Linked DNA regions of Salmo salar: region 1 is linked to region 2. Evidence: chromatin contacts called from public Hi-C data. All regions are on one chromosome and are shown on one strand. Each heading gives the region's core, a stretch centred on a gene start, on an enhancer-like site or on the middle of the called end of the contact. The rest is flanking DNA. Distances are from core to core; before and after follow the strand shown.

Evidence for each region. Hi-C and Micro-C count contacts between places; a contact is called where the count stands out from the background.
Region 1: a contact with region 2 is called in a Hi-C map of gill, with 2.9 times the contacts expected there. The contact joins the promoter of LOC106587346 here to the enhancer-like site in region 2. A contact is called at or near these places in 2 of 3 Hi-C or Micro-C datasets (gill and muscle).

What each region holds. Positions count from the first base shown.
Region 1 is chrssa26:21,077,702-21,080,740 of Ssal_v3.1, forward strand. LOC106587346 (transcription factor 12) reads right to left here and starts at 1,352. Exons shown (of 21, transcript XM_045709114.1): 1 at 1,060-1,352; 2 at 216-304. The coding sequence starts at 287.
Region 2 is chrssa26:20,898,273-20,901,685 of Ssal_v3.1, forward strand. LOC106587321 (nuclear mitotic apparatus protein 1) reads right to left here. Exons shown (of 18, transcript XM_045709120.1): 15 at 1,889-2,074; 16 at 950-1,561; 17 at 592-823; 18 at 1-258. The coding sequence ends at 115. Among protein-coding and RNA genes, the nearest start is that of LOC106587321, 25 kb to the right of the region's middle. Within about 2 kb of position 1,994, at least 9 of the 13 cell types and tissues checked have an H3K27ac peak or open chromatin away from gene starts, as enhancers often do. A contact at or near this core is called in gill and muscle, where this site is marked.

The DNA.
Region 1 (3,039 bases), core at 102-2,601, 180 kb after region 2:
GGCTAAATAACAAAAAATAAAACATTATAAAAAGATAGATAGATAGATAGATAGATAGATAGATAGATAGATAGATAGATAGATAGATAGATAGATAGATAGATAGATAGATAGATAGATAGATAGATAGATAGATAGATAGATAGATAGATAGATAGATAGATAGATAGATAGATAGATAGATAGATAGATAGATAGATAGATAACTGTCCTACCGCGCTAAAATCCAGCAAGTCACTCAATTCCTTGTCTGTGCCGATTGCGGTAATCCGCTGTTGAGGATTCATCCTGCCAATTTTTAGACCTAAAGAAGAAACAGATTGTTTGCTTAGGTCCAATTATTATTGTTTTTTTATTGTCCTAATTCCTTGATTTAAAAAAAGTATCCATTCAATAACGAACTTCAGTAAAGTGCAATCTCATTCTAGATTTCCCGACTGAAGTTGACAAGGAATATTCCCAGAACACGTCGGTTCCGAAAATAAATCCGCACAGTGACCCTTGACATTGCTGTGCGAGTTAATTGATCAAAGGTAGGCTACTGCAACAACCGATTAAAGTAATTGTAATTGACCCCTTGTCATCCACGGTTGAACGCTCCCTTTTAGAAAATGTTATTGCACATTATGTAATCTGAACAGAATGAAAAGGAAAAGGTAACCAATACGTGGTAAGGAAATGCCATCTATTTGGAATGGTACAGGCACATTGAAAATGCTTGGCGCTGCGTGTAACACCAGTGACACACTGAGACCTGCAGCATCGTTTTTCAAATGTTTATCTGACTCCCCAAACGCTACATTTGTATCAATCTTCCGCAACAGACTAAGTAACAAACTAACTAGCCTACTGTATATTTTTAAATCACGGACTAGTGATAGGCTATACAATATGTTGCTTTGCAATAGTCAGTGATGAGCCACGAATTCGATGTGTTATTAAATAGAAAGTGAATTTGCATGATAAACAAAAACAGAAAATCCACCAATATGCTGTAGGCTACAGATTTAGGCTGTGTAAAACGCCCTTTCAAGTAAAAGTAGTAAAGCAAATGCCAACCCTTTACTCCATACCAGCTCCAGTCTCTTGTATCCCAACTTCTTTCACCCAGTCCGAAACCTTTTTTGACAAACTCACTACAATATTTTACCTTTTCCCCTTTAAAATTCCAACTAGGGCGATCGGGTGTGGTAGTATGGAGCTTCGTTTTCCTGTCACGCGTCTCAAATACTGTAAAATAGTGGTTTAGGTTGTAATAGTTAGCAAAATATCCCCTATATGTCACTTGCGAGTTAACCTTAGGCAGACAGACATTTTTGCTTCGCAAAAACCTCAGCACCACAATGACATTCGGTGTTGTATCCTTCCGCTGAAAACCGTGAAACGATATCCCCGGCCTAGCCCACTACAGACACCACGCGGAGTGGTAGGAGATGACAGTAGTTGAGAAGACCCATCATATTACATTTAGCCTATCTTAATCAATCATTAGGCAAAATCATGTGAGACTAGTACAAATAGATCGAAAACAGATTTTGTAAATTGTGTCAATCAGAGCATTAGTGTGATGAAAGGTATTGGTGGAGGAGTCTGGGGATATTTGAGACCTCTGAATTCGCTACACTGGTGTCAGAAGTGGGATAATGAATAAATTAGTAGCCTATGAATGCATATGGACCGAGACATGAATGCATATGGACCGAGAGAGAGAGTGGGAAAGAGAGAAATCACTTTAAGGTGGTTGCAACTAATTGGACATAATTCTGGCCCACAGTAAATGGAAAATGTTGACCCAGAGTAGGCCTAGTTTCTTTAAAAAGACGTTAGAGTATCACAGTTATAACCTGTTTGTCCCTATGTATGTTAGCCTTATTAATTGAATCTGTCTAAAAGACAGAGAGCATTGTGTGCTGCAGTGTCATGTCTGTCATGGTTTGAGCACAATCAAAAAGCAAGCAAACTGTTCAATCTATTTTTCTTGTGGCAAAACTATTTTTATGGACAGCACAATATGTCGGGACTACTTTTTTTCTCGACTCCGCTAAGGCAAGAGGGAAAACGAAAAGAAAGTGGTGTGAAAAAACTGTAGAACATGTATCGACATTATATATAATTATTCAAAAACAGCTTGATCGGTTTGTTAATTGGTAAAATGTTAATAGTGGCAATATCCTAGCATTTCGGCTGCATCCTTCTTCATCCATCGGTGTCGAATGGGCTCAGAAAACAATAGAGTTGGGCCAGGGCCAAAACTCTAATGCAGGGGTTCTCAAAGTGCGGTCCGAGGTACTTCAGAGGGTCTGCGGCCAGAAAAATCATGTATAAAAAAAATCATACATAATATATATATTTTTTACATACATTTTTTTAAATACATTTTAATAACAACAGCAGATTCAACTAATTTTGGCCAAGGGATCCATGGAATAAGATTAGTCTGTAATACAATAAAATGTAATACTATTCATCTACAATTTATGTACTTAACCCTGGGCAACATGGGCCTAGGAGGCTCACAGGAGTATTGTTATCCACAGTACTTCACCAATTATAAATGTTTCAACTCAATACTTCTTGCATTTTTTTATATAAATGGCCTGTAATTTAAGCTTTAAAACTGCAACATTTTCTCTCTGACTAATAGAGCAATGTGTTAGAATTGCAGGAAATTAGCTTGAAAACTGCTAAATATTCTCTCTGATGCCAAGAGGCAGGCCTTTAAAATATTACTTCCCAGGGCCCAAGACTTGGTTCACCCAGCAATGCATGCACTGCCGAAATCATAGTAAAACTCCTTGTATGCTACTTTTTTCAAATTTGAGTTGTGAAATGATTATGAGTGGGTCACTGCTGAATTTTCTATCACAAAAGAGGTCCTCGGCCCCAAACATTTTGAGAACACCACTTCTAATGAACAAAAGTTTGGTGTGCGATGAAAATGATCAATTGAAGATCATCCGTTGAACAAAAGGTCTGTCCCTACCAGGCTATTATGTTTTGTTTCCAACAGTAAGAAAAGTCAAGAGAAGAGACATGACA
Region 2 (3,413 bases), core at 744-3,243:
CTCTCGTCTTTGATTTGCCAATCCCCTTCCTTCCATAGGTCCTGATGCAGGGCACAGAGACTGTTGTCTCAGAGGTCAGGGGTCACCAGAGTTTCCTTGCTGCGGCCCCCTGGATTAGTCTTCCTCTGAGGAGAGCTGGGCTCCGTCGTCATGAACCTCCCTGTAGGCGCCCAGCAGGCCCCCTTCCACAACATAGCTCCCTGTGCTGAACCTCAGCCCCTCAGACAGCTTCTGGGCTGCCAGCTTGGCCTGCAACTCCTGAGGGAAACACACAATACAGGAGAGATGCTTACATTGAAAGGGTAATTAACCTGAAAAATGAGCAAGTGCGTAGCAGTAAGCATTAGGCTGCTATGCTATACCATGAATGGAAGTAGCATAGGAGTGTTCATCTTCAGATGAGCAGTGTTTTTGTGGTGATAATGGAATAGGTAGGTCGACGTTGCCTCAACACTTATAACCCATTTCATTCCCTCATGTAATCTGAGGGGTAACTGTTACCTTGAGCAGTGAGCATTTTGGTGTTGTTGGACAGACCTTAAAATGTTGCTCTGTGGTGTGATGTGTCAGACAGACCCAGGGGCCACTCACCTGGTGTTTCCTGGTCTGTTCGCGTAGCAGGTCAGCTGACTGCTCCAGTGTCAGCAGCTGGGCAGGGCTGTAGTGGAGCAGTGGGAGCCTGGCCGCAGTGATGTCATCAATGTGCTTCCTGTCTCGCTCCCTCCTGGCCTCAACGGAGAGCACCGGTGATGGTAATAAGCCTCCATGGGATTGGCTAGGTGACAGAGACCCTGACGGGGAGCCATCTGTGTTGTGGGCAAACCTGCAAACATTACAGGAAGAGTTAATATAAGAGTTAGTAGGTGAGAATACTAGTGCATCTCCATAACTAAAGGCAGCATCACTGAACTATACAGTATTCTCATACTTTCATACAATGTGGACTTACTGATTAGGCTTGTACTTCTGTCTCCTCGTAACCGGGTCCTTCTCAGTCCTCTCCAGGACTTCTATGTAGTGTGGTTTCTTCTGTGGCTGCCTTCCAAGGAAGGGGTTGCCAGTAGCAGGTCTGTTGAATGTGTCTTTAAGGGATCCACTCAAGCCAGTTGAGTGGTCAGACAGAGTGACCCTCTGCAAGGCCTCCGCTAGGTCGCTCTCTTTTGTCCTGTCAGAGTCAAGAGAGACCCCTGCATCATCACCAGCCTGGGCCATCTCCATGGTTTCAGCAGCAGATACTTTGGACACACTGTCTTCTTGCAGCGTGTCAACTGTTTTGCTCTCCTGAACATTAGGTGACAGAGGTGAGACGTCCAATTCTTGGACATTTCCAGGAGCTGTGTCCCCAGCTTGTCTCTTATGTTGGGAAGTTCCTGGTTTATTCTGGCTACCACGTTGTCTTTGTGTCAAAGCCTGCTGGTATTTAGACTGCAGCTCTGTCCTGACAGATGACAGCATATCCTGCTTCCTCTCCTCTTCTTCATTGTGGGCAAGAGCAAGGCATATTCTCTCTGCAAAGTCTGAGATCTTCTTCCCTTTGTCTGGAAGGGTCTGTATGAACCTCCTGTTGATAACAACATATCAAATCAGTCTGTCAACAAGAGATAACGAAAAATTAACTACTGCTGCTTTCAGCTCAACTTTAAGAAAATATAGTTGGCAGTGATAGTAAAACAAAGGAATGTCAGGTTCAGGGTAAAACGCATTTCCCTAGTTCAAGTAACATCAGCTAGCTAGCCTACATTCAGGTGGATAGCAATATACACACAAGCGCCAAAACTGGCACCACTGTCTAGACAACAGCTGGAAGTTTCTAGAAGAATGTAATGTTGTTGTAGAGACTAACCATTTGAGTTAACTTCTGTCAGATGAATGATATGGAGTTACTTACTTGTTAGATAATAATTTATCTTGGCGTGACAGTAATTCACCAAGTTCTTCTTTGCTCTTGGTTTTAAGATCCCCCACTTGCCCCTGGCGTTCTGATGGAGCTGCCCACGATGACGAGGACATTGTTAGCAAGCTAGTAGCTACTACTCTAAAACCAGGCCAAATAAGCTTACCGAATAGCTCAAATTACCCTATAAAAACATTACTTTGTTAGTCCATTAGCGTTACACTTAACGGGATTCTGTTGTTCAATAAAATATACTTTCATATTCAGCTGTCTGTTAGCTAGAACTTGTATTTTGGTAGCTACGTAGCTCGCGCGCTGTCATTGTCACCGGAAGTAGTACGGAAGTACGATACCGTCAATATTCTTCTTCTTCTGCTTTAAGATTTGGTTGGCGGATCGCATCCAACTTCTAGGTGCATACACCGCCACCTGCTGTACTGGTGTGTGAGGCCATTCACGGCCTAACTACATTAAATTATTGATGAACGTTTTACGTTTAGCTCACAAAATATAATTTAAAAGTATGCATTACGGTGTCGCTAATAGAATAATTGTGGCAAAAACGAATGTAAACATTAATAAATGAATTTCTATAGGTTCCAAAAATATTATTTTAAACGTAGTGCCAAGATGGAGTCATGGTGGCTTCAACACAGTGTCCCCTATTGTCATCTAGTGTATATATATAAACAATTGGATGCTACACATAACCTCCCTGAAAGCTTCACAAAATGAAAAATTTCAGCCACTGGACTGTGACCATTTTCATGACTGATTATAAAAACACCACAATGTCACATTTTCAAAATCAAACCAATCAAATGTATTTATAAAGCCCTTCTCACATCAGCTGATGTCACAAAGTTCTGTACAGAAACCCAGCCTAGAACCCCAAACAGCAAGCAATGCAGGTGTAGAAGCACGGTGGCTAGGAAAAGCTCCCTAGAAAGGCCAGAACCTAGGAAGAAACCTAGAGAGGAACCAGGCTATGAGGGGTGGCCAGTCCTCTTCTGGCTGTGCCGGGTGGAGATTATAACAGAACATGGTCATGATGTTCAAATGTTCATAGATGACCAGCAGGGTCAAATAATAATAATAATAAAACATACACTGATTTCATTAGTATGCACTGGATGTGTATCATTCAAGAAAGGCACATCATGCTTATCATAACTTCTCATATACACAGTCCTGGCAGTGTAGACAAATTACTTATACTAGTGGCTCAGGGATGGCAGTCAGTAGAAATACAGTTCTTCAGTTTTTTCAGATATAGTTAAATATTATCCAATAGATAAAAAAACAAACGATTATCATCACCGTTGTGGAGTATCAGTGATTAAGCTGTTAATAAAGGCACAACGTATCTAAATTGTACATATTTGTACATAATTTGACTAATAATAAAATAATATTGCATCTCATTTATAGAGAGCAAACTAAAAATGTTAGAAAAAGATACAGTATAAATATAAACCTTTATACATGATAGTGAATTCAGAATTCCATAAACCATACA